Linked DNA regions of Gossypium arboreum: regions 2 and 3 are each linked to region 1. The links are chromatin contacts, called in public Hi-C maps. All regions are on one chromosome and are shown on one strand. Each heading gives the region's core, a stretch centred on a gene start, on an enhancer-like site or on the middle of the called end of the contact. The rest is flanking DNA. Distances are from core to core; before and after follow the strand shown.

Region 1 (3,130 bases), core at 377-2,876:
CCTTTTATCAGAAAATTCCTCTTGTAATGGCGGGACGTCGAGCCGGTGATGCCGAAATTGTGTATGCTTCAACCAAAAAAGCGGAGCGTGAATTGAATTGGAGGTAAGGCAATAGTTTATAAAGTTCATTTTATTGTTGAGGAGAGGAATCTTAGATGAATTGGGTTGTGATTGATTGCAGGGCAAGGTACGGCATTGAAGAAATGTGCAGGGATCAGTGGAACTGGGCCAGCAAGAATCCATATGGATATGGATCTCCTGAGTCAAACGGAGTGATGAAGTGAAGACACTGTGAAACCACCAATCTATAAAGACATTTTATGATCATAGGATTTTTATTTTTTATTATTGACAGGATTTTAGGTGATTAATTAATACGATTAAAGATGTTACGAATTATATAGAAAGAGGAACATACTTAGTATAGGGATGCTTCAACTGCTCAGAAGCTTGTATTATACTGCTCCTCATTACTAGCAATCGTTTGTGGCTGTTACCAGTAGGAGTAAATTATCACATGAACACGAACTACACATAGATACTTGTAATGAAAAATACCATCATTGTTCATTTTTTTATTACATCCTTTATGATTGTTAATATTACAAAAATTTGAATTTTAAGTTTATTAAATGGTGAACCTCCCTTCAATCAAAGGAAAAAAACACACAAAAGTTGTTTCTGTAAGGCTAATAAAAATAAAACCCCTTAAATTAAAGCGTCATTGAATAATTATAAAAGTATAAAGATACAGGCCCACTACAAACGGAATATTGGACTAGTCTCCAAGTCCAACGGCTTTATATCGCCAATTTAATTAAATCCAATAAAGAAAAGAAAAAGGTTGCCATGCCATGCCATCTGTTATTGTGTAGTCTTTTAAATTTAATTTTGAAATGCCTTCCACTCTACACATACAAACAAAAATGTGAACTATAAAACCCAAATCTTAGGATTTCAATTATTAGCTTTTGAAATTTAAATCTTTATGAGAAAATGTTAATTTAATCTACTTCCTTTTTTTAATTAATAAATTCATTTATGATATTTTACTTATGTATGGATTGAAGTTATAGGAAGAAAGAAAAAGAAATCTAAGAGTTTCCTTGTTTGATTAGCGGCTTTCTTTTATTTAGATAGGAAAAAGATAATGGAATTGAATATCTCAACAAAAATAAAATAAAACTTTAACATGCAGAAAATCTTTTTCCTTTTTTATATAATTATATTATAAAAGATTATGGTTTAAAAATTAAATATAGTGATTTTTTTTATTTGAAAATTACATTCTCTCGTTAATTTTAAGAATTCAAATAATTCATCTTCTTATTTTTCTTTAAAATTATTAATCCAAAATTCAACAATAAATCAATTTCAATTTATTTATCCCATTTCATAATTTTAATTAGAAAAATTGGAATTAATTTTACCAAGTAAGCTCTGTCGAGTCGAATATATTTTTACCTAAGCCAATGGCCTTATTTATCACTTTCCGGCCCGGAGTTTTTCCTGGCATTGTTTACTCCATTGTCGTAGCTAGACACGCCGTTTCACTTCAAAAATGCATACTAAATTCAAACACAAAATAAATCGGTGGTAAAAATAATATTTAAAATAAATAAATAAATAATAAATAAAACGCGCTTCACTTTTAAAGCCGAAGTCTTTTTATTCTTCCTCCATTTCAAAACTTCAAAAAACTCCTTTCTCCGGACGGAACTTCATTTGGTTCTCATTTCTCACTCAGATCTGACAGGTGCCGTTTCTTTACCTTTTCAGCTCAGATCTAGCTTATTTGAATCCGACGCTTGTTATCGTCGCCGGCACCCATCTTAAAAAAGAAAAAGAAAAAAATGGATAATTTGATTTCTCTGGTGAACAAGATTCAAAGAGCTTGCACTGCTCTTGGTGATCATGGAGAGGCAAGCGCCTTGCCTACTCTTTGGGATTCCTTACCGGCGATCGCCGTCGTTGGTGGTCAGGTCGACGCTCGATCTATCTTTTCCTTTTTCTATTTCTAGTCAACCTTTGTTTTCTTTTTTCTTTTATGATCTGCTGGTCTGAGATTTCAATATTAACAGAGTTCAGGGAAATCTTCGGTGTTGGAAAGCGTTGTCGGCAAGGATTTTTTACCTCGTGGATCCGGTAAAAACAATAAGTTATCGCTCTCAATCTATCCTTCATCGTTAAGCAACTCAAGAACTGATTCTTTTTTCTTTCATTCTGCTTTTTTGATTAAAAATTAATGCAGGTATTGTTACTCGTAGACCTCTGGTGTTACAGCTTCATAAGAGTGATGAAGGAACCAGAGAATATGCTGAGTTTCTTCACCTTCCTAGAAAAAGATTTACCGATTTTGGTAAATATCTTCTTATCGTTCTTTATTTAAGCAAAAGGAATTATATAAATCTTAGGGTTTAACTTTTTATTATCTACGTTATAGCTGCTGTTAGGAAGGAGATTCAAGATGAGACGGATAGAGAAACTGGGCGAACTAAACAAATATCTAGTGTTCCAATTCATCTTAGTATATTTTCTCCCAACGGTATGACCTGTTTGTAAAAATTATTTCTGTTTTCTTCCACTTTATTTAATTGTAAAAAGTCATCTTATTATATGTTATGGTTCTACCAAATCTCCAGTATATAAGATATTTTCTCTACTTATTTTTTTTATGTAATTTTATGCAGTTGTCAATTTGACTCTGGTTGACCTTCCTGGTCTGACGAAGGTAGCTGTTGGTAAGTTAACGGAAACGCCTAGTGAAAATTCAAAGAAAATTGCAATCCTTATAATGCTTTCTCTAATTTAGACTACCATATTTCCACGGGACCTAAAATAAGTATAATATTCAAATTTTAATTCTTTTTATTTCCCATGTAATAAAAAAAAAAAACCATAGCATTTTTGCACTTTATATACCCCAATTTCATTCTCTTCTGTTAATAAGATTTGCAAAAAGAATTATTAAATTATGGGATATTGATGGATTATCTTGCTAAATGCAGAGGGTCAACCTGAAAGCATTGTACAAGATATCGAGAATATGGTTCGCTCCTACATTGAGAAGGTAAAATGCGGCATGGCTGTTTCTTTTTTTTTTTTTTTTTTCAGTAAAATTCTCTAATGT
Region 2 (3,130 bases), core at 398-2,897, 180 kb after region 1:
CCATCGAGAAAAATGGTTCGCGCGCTGGTAGGGATTCTATCTTACGATTCCAAGCTTGGATGTGCTCATTGTACTTCTCCGCCCAGCCCTCGTCGTTCTTCCCCAGCATTTTCAACTTGTACAGTTCGTTCATGTCTTGCAGTGATGGTGGAATTCATTGCTTAGACCTGAACTGTCATGGAACCCATTAGATTTGTCGTTTCCACCGTCGTGTACACTACTAATGACACCTTCGCGTTCCACATTTTTGGTTGTCCAACATTTCCGGTGGGATGCAAGATATGATCTCGGGGTCGGCATACTACATCCATTCAAACTGAAAAGCAAAAATTGTAATTATCATCACGTACTAATTTTTTTAATGAATCATTGTGTAATTAATATAGGTTCGAAAAGGATAGGGAATTAACCTCAGTTTTTGAGTGTTGATCTAATAGTAGCCTAACGTTTTCTAACTCGTCGGGTAGTCTCATGTAATTCAGCCTATGGTTCCATATGTACAAACGATATATTAGGCAAAACGTATAATAAATAAAAACATTTACTGCACAAACTACGTATTTATTGATAAATGATGTTTACCTCGTCACCAACGAAAACATGTATTGGTTAGTGACTCTATGACGTAAAAATGGTATTCGCCACCAGTGCCACGATTGCAGCAACAAAAGCACCACCGATCAACATCTTATCTAATTGCATTGCCTAACAAAGCTCTCGGTATAACATCGACAGTACAACAGATCCCCAACTTAGTTTTGCACATTCGCTAAAATCCATTAGATGTCGAAGCCACCTTACGTATACCAAATTTCTAGATTTATCAAGCATTAAAATGCCTCTGATTAACCTCATGATGAATGCTTGGGCGTACTGTTGTATGACCTCCTCCGTTGAGTCGTCGAGAAGCTTATCAAAAATTTTCTCCAACCAGTTGATCAATATCCAACCACCTTTGAACTTGTTTGGGATCTTTCCTAAGATTGCCATACTGAGGTTCACTTTCTCTCGAACCACGCTGATCCTGTGATGATTCGCCCATCCACCAGCAGGCCGAGCTTTAATGCTGTGCCCTTGAGTGTGATTGTACACTCTCCGCATAGAAGGTGGACAGTGTGTGTTTTAGGCCTCCATCTTTCTACCTATGCGCTGACTAATGTGGGATCGAGTTTACAGCCCCTTTGCATGCGAGACACATGCAAGAATCCAGCCTCTTGTAGGTACCCATGAATTTCAAGGATCAGAGGCTCCCCTGTATTATGTAAAAACGCCTTCAGCACACAATCGTTCGTCTATTTATAACATTAAAATACGATATAATTTAAAAAAAAATATTTTTAAATGAAAATATAAATAAATTTTGAATAAAAACTTGAGAGAATTTGGGAGGAGAATCTGAATGAAAAAAAAGAAAAGAAAATTAAGGGTATTTATAGGTTAAAAAAAATTACCATTAAGTTTTTAATTTTTTTTATGGTTTGGCATGACAACGGTCGAAATAACCTTTATAATTACCGTTGAAAGAAAACTTATCTTTTATTACCATATGTAAAGAAAACACGCCCAATTAAATTCCTTTCAATTTCTTTCTCCTAAAACCAACCTATTTTCCCTAATAAAATTTAAAATCGACCTACACGTAATTATAAAATAAAATCGGCCTTTAGCCCATTTTGACACCAATAATAAACGTAAACGGATGGCTACACTTTATTAAAGCCGGTCAGGCCTGACCCGGATAAGCTTCGCTCTTACGGATCCTGGATCCGGATAAGTCTGGAAAAGCAACTATCAACTCCCATTTCTTCTTCCTCATTTTAATTTATCAAAAACCCTAGTCGGATATACCCTATTCTGCAATTTTGGTGAATGAAATTGATGCTGAATATTGCTTTGTTCCAATGCCCATTTTGTAAACCCTAATGCTCTCTGAGTTTGCTGAAGAGGATGGCCACCATTGATACTCTAATCTCAGCTCGGGTTAATTTTCCAAAACCCTACTCTACTCCTATCAAATCTCTCCCCAAACGAATACATCCCTCGAATTTGACCCGAAAATTCCGATCAAGAGCTCCGTTACTTCACCGATCATTCACGGTTTTATGCGAATTACAATCCTCACAGCCCGGTGGTGACACTAGCAAGCCCAAAGGGGATGACTTTGTGACTAGGGTTTTGAAGGAAAACCCTAGCCAAGTAGAGCCCAGGTACCTCGTTGGTAACAAGATTTACACCTTGAAAGAAAAAGAGGATTTAAGAAAAGGTAGCAATCTGGGTTTGATCGAAATTTTGAAGAAAAAATTGAATACAAAATCAAAATCAAAAAATGAAACCATTGGAGGGGAAAGAGAGAGTGAAACTAGTGAAAATGACTACGTGTATTTGAATGATATTTTGAGGGAGTATAAAGGGAAGCTTTACGTGCCAGAGCAGATTTTTGGGGCAGAGTTATCCGAGGAGGAGGAATTCGAGAAGAATTTGGAGGAATTGCCCAAAATGAGCTTGGAAGATTTTAGGAAAGCTATGAAAAGTGACAAGGTTAAATTGTTGACTTCCAAGGAGGTTTCTGGTGTTTCATATGTTGGTAGGTATTGGGACTTTGTTGTGGATTTGGAGGATATTCCTGGTGACAAGAGCTTGCAAAGGACTAAATGGTGAATGTCAATATGGCTCGCATCTTTTTCAAGTTATATTTCTTTTCAGTTCTCTATAATATATATCTATGTGAATATTAATATGGCTTGGAATTTTTTCTAGTTGTATTGCTTTGCAGTTCTCTGTAATATATCTATGCGGTTTGTTTTATCTTTGTAGGGCAATGAGATTGAATGAGAGTGAAGCCCAAGATCTTTTAAGAGAGTACACTGGACAACGATATGAAATTGAGACGCCCATGACGGTGATAAACCATTTAACCGTTCTTTGATTCTCTAGCTATACATGAAATCGTTGCTTATGAGTATTTTATAGAATAACTATGAGGTGGTTGTAAAGTTGCTTTATTTCGATAGCCATGGATTAGTTCACTTTGTACATGTGTTTTGATGTATATGCCCTGGTTTTTGTGAAAACTATAGTCCAAAGTATCCACTTAATAATTGAATTAACTGGAAATGATGAGGTTTATGTC
Region 3 (3,130 bases), core at 392-2,891, 130 kb before region 1:
AGGGGATAGCGAGTGGAGGCATGATCTATTAACTATTTTGTAGGGTTACTTAAGAGAGCAGTTGTTTGAGAAAGGAAGAGCGTGAAACAAACCCTAGTCCTGGTAACCCTGAAAAATCATCAATGTGAGAATTAAACTAAAATTGGTATTGCCCATCTGTGAACACCTTCACCCCAAGCCAGTCTGGACTGTAAGGTCGAAAGATAAGTAATCATTACTAACTTGTTATGTTAGTGGAAGATCGGAAGATCCTACTAAGGTAGCGACTAATTGGTTGATAAGAAACCCGAAACAAAAATTGATTGGGATTGCTGAAGCAAGCTAATCAATCACCCATCATCAAATTTGATTCATTCTACTTTTTCTATCTCTTGAAATTTAGTTTCTTTTATGTTATTTTATTTTATTCTTAGTATTATAAAAATCCCAAAAACTCCTATTTACATTTTCATAATATAACTTGATTAAAATATTAATTAGATCTTTTAGTGTGTAGGTTAAAATTGATCTAACCTCTGCCTCCCTTGGCTTCAATCCTCGGAGTACTCACCCACTCTGTTGTAAAACTATATTACAACTAGACCTGTACACTTGCGGATATTGCCTCATAATTATATATTTGAACGTAGTATTCACACTCTGGATATTAGTATGTTTAGAGGTGATCAGTGGCCAAAACAGTGGAGCCGCCAGAGCCGTTCGATCCCTGGATGATCATAGAGAGGAAGTTAAGGCGTAAGGGTTCGCCTCAATTCTAAATTGAAAATTGCTGAGAATAACGCTCCTAATTTGAAGGGGATAGAAACGGATAAAAATAAGGAAACTGATACTATTTTTTCAGGGATAAGGTTTCAAATGGGATAGTTCTAAAAGAGTTGAATCAGGAGAGTGCTTCTAGGGTTATGAGGAAAAATAATGTTTTCAATAAAATGATAAACAACTTTAGCGTTTTGGGAGAAGAAGTTGTGGAAGAGTTGGATTCATTGAAGGATAATAGTGGGCTCATGATGGATGGTTTGGGTCATAATAATGGGTCATTGGTGGGCCCACTAGGTATTGAAAACATGACATTTGGAAAGAATAATGTTGTTGGGCCTGGAATTTTGTGTCTGGACTTTTTGAAGAAACACGACGGTAATGTGAGTAGTGGATCAGTGTTTAATGATCTAGGCCATCATGATGGACAGCTGGAGGACCCACCAAGCTTTGGGAAAAAGGTGGATCAAAATGAAATTAATACTAAGGCCATTGGGCTTGCTATTACGCACCCAAAAAGTGGAAATGTGTAGATTCTTTACAATTCAGGTAAGCTTGATATTGGGTAGGAGGAAATTCAAAAAAAAATCTAGTCTTTCAATTAATTTTTTTATAAAAGAATGTCAGACCCTTTTGGAGAGTACTGCTCATTTAAACCTAATTTTTTAGTGTCCAGTGGAATCAATAGTGGAACTTAACTAGGATTTACTTAATTCTCGCAAACATTCAACTATTACTTTTAAGCATCAAGAGAGACTCAATAACACTAAATCAACCGAAATTGGTATTTCGATTAGTAAAGTAAAAGGGTTCTAGTTTCGAAAGGGAGGGGATCCGAAATTAAGGGGGCACTATTTGAAATGGTAGTGTTATCAGTAAGATAATTCGTGAGTGTGGGGGGCGCTTTAAAAATTCTAGGAGTGCAAGAGTTCTGTTGATAGAATCAATAAATTCAAAGGTCAAACTCATTAATTCGCAAATCAACGAAGATAAGATGAGAAACTTGAATATGGATGGGAAACGAAATGGCAACACTTGCTAGACTTGCGCTTTGGTACATCTCTTACCTCTTTTTTATATTTTAATTTTTTTAATGGATTTGTCCAGTTTTGCATGAAATTGTCAAGGGTGTGCAAGTAGCAAGTTTTCAATGATCTTTCGTGAGTATAAACGGGAATTTAAGATGGATATTGTTGGTTTATTTGAAACTAGAGTTAGTGGCGACAAAGCTGATTCAATTATTGCATATCTTGGTTTTCAATGCTCTCATCTAGTGGAAGCTATTGGCTATTCTGAGAGTATTTCGGTTGAGTAGAAGGATTTATTACGGGTTGATATTATCCGGAGTCACCCCCAATTTATTTTGATTTGGGTTTTGATAACACTTTCCAACTGCTAGTTTTTATTGTTTTTGTATACAGTAGTCCTGAAAATCGTAAGTGAATGTAGCTTTGAGAGGTTTTGATGATGACTATTCCTCGTTTTGATTTACATTGGGTAGTTATAGGTGATTTCAATGCGATCTTAACCTCTAGTGAGAAAATGAGAGAGCGAGTTACTAGAAAATATGTTCTTTTTTTAGAGATTTTATGAATTCTTTTAGGATAAATGATTTGGGTTTCAGAGGTGATCTTTTCACGTGGCAGAGAGGTGGAGTTTCGGAACGTCTTAACAGGGCTATTGGGAATAAGACGCAGTTGACTTCATTTCCTAATTATTCTGTGACTCATTTGTTTAGACTGAAGCTGGTCACAAGCCTATTTTTCTTTTGTTTTAATCTGAACTTCAATCATCTAGGGGTCGTCCTTTTCGTTTCTTGGTCGGGTGGGTTGAGCATGCAAAGTCTTCCAATTTTGTAAAGAATAATTAAAATTTTGATGGTTCCATGTATAGTTCGTTATCTAATTTCACAAGCCAACTTAAGGATTGTAATAAATAGGTGTATGGTATATTGAGACACATAAAAAGATACTAATTCAGAAACTCGATACGATTCAGAAGAGTTTGAACTATTCTCAATTTGATCTTTTATTTCAGTTGGAATTAGAAACTAGAGGGGAATTGGAAAATGTTCTAAATCATAAAGAACTATTTTGGAAACAAAAGGCGAGGTATGACTGGCTTTCTTTGGGAAACTGCAATACTAAATTCTTCCATAGGCACACCTTAAAAAGAAGAAAGCAAAATCAGATTACGACTTTAAAAAAAGAGGAGGGAGAGTGGATTTTTTATGTGGATGATTTATGATAAGAGGCAACTTGTTTTTTTAAAAACTTATATTGTGAAGACTCGATGCCAATTAGAGTTCTGCCCACTAGTTCCTTTTCGAAGCTTGAAGATGGTGAGATCTAGATGTTAAGAAAACTAGTTTCAA

What was found. A called contact is a pair of places that touch in the nucleus more often than the background predicts.
Region 2: a Hi-C map of leaf shows a contact between it and region 1, with 6 times the contacts expected there. The contact joins the promoter of LOC108467109 here to the promoter of LOC108460767 in region 1. A contact is called at or near these places in 2 of 5 Hi-C or Micro-C datasets (both in leaf).
Region 3: a Hi-C map of leaf shows a contact between it and region 1, with 5 times the contacts expected there. The contact joins the enhancer-like site here to the promoter of LOC108460767 in region 1. A contact is called at or near these places in 2 of 5 Hi-C or Micro-C datasets (both in leaf).

Annotation. Positions count from the first base shown.
Region 1 is chr8:47,713,314-47,716,443 of ASM2569848v2, reverse strand. LOC108460767 (dynamin-related protein 5A-like) reads left to right here and starts at 1,626. Exons shown (of 16, transcript XM_017760408.2): 1 at 1,626-1,982; 2 at 2,082-2,145; 3 at 2,252-2,359; 4 at 2,444-2,545; 5 at 2,691-2,741; 6 at 3,009-3,070. The coding sequence starts at 1,854. LOC108463832 (UDP-glucose 4-epimerase GEPI48) reads left to right here. Exons shown (of 9, transcript XM_017763772.2): 8 at 12-103; 9 at 182-633. The coding sequence ends at 284.
Region 2 is chr8:47,536,303-47,539,432 of ASM2569848v2, reverse strand. LOC108467109 (probable inactive ATP-dependent zinc metalloprotease FTSHI 1, chloroplastic) reads left to right here and starts at 1,647. Exons shown (of 15, transcript XM_017767623.2): 1 at 1,647-2,654; 2 at 2,815-2,899. The coding sequence starts at 1,948.
Region 3 is chr8:47,842,927-47,846,056 of ASM2569848v2, reverse strand. No RefSeq gene overlaps it. Among protein-coding and RNA genes, the nearest start is that of LOC108466535, 8.3 kb to the left of the region's middle. Within about 2 kb of position 1,641, at least 2 of the 2 cell types and tissues checked have an H3K27ac peak or open chromatin away from gene starts, as enhancers often do. A contact at or near this core is called in leaf, where this site is marked.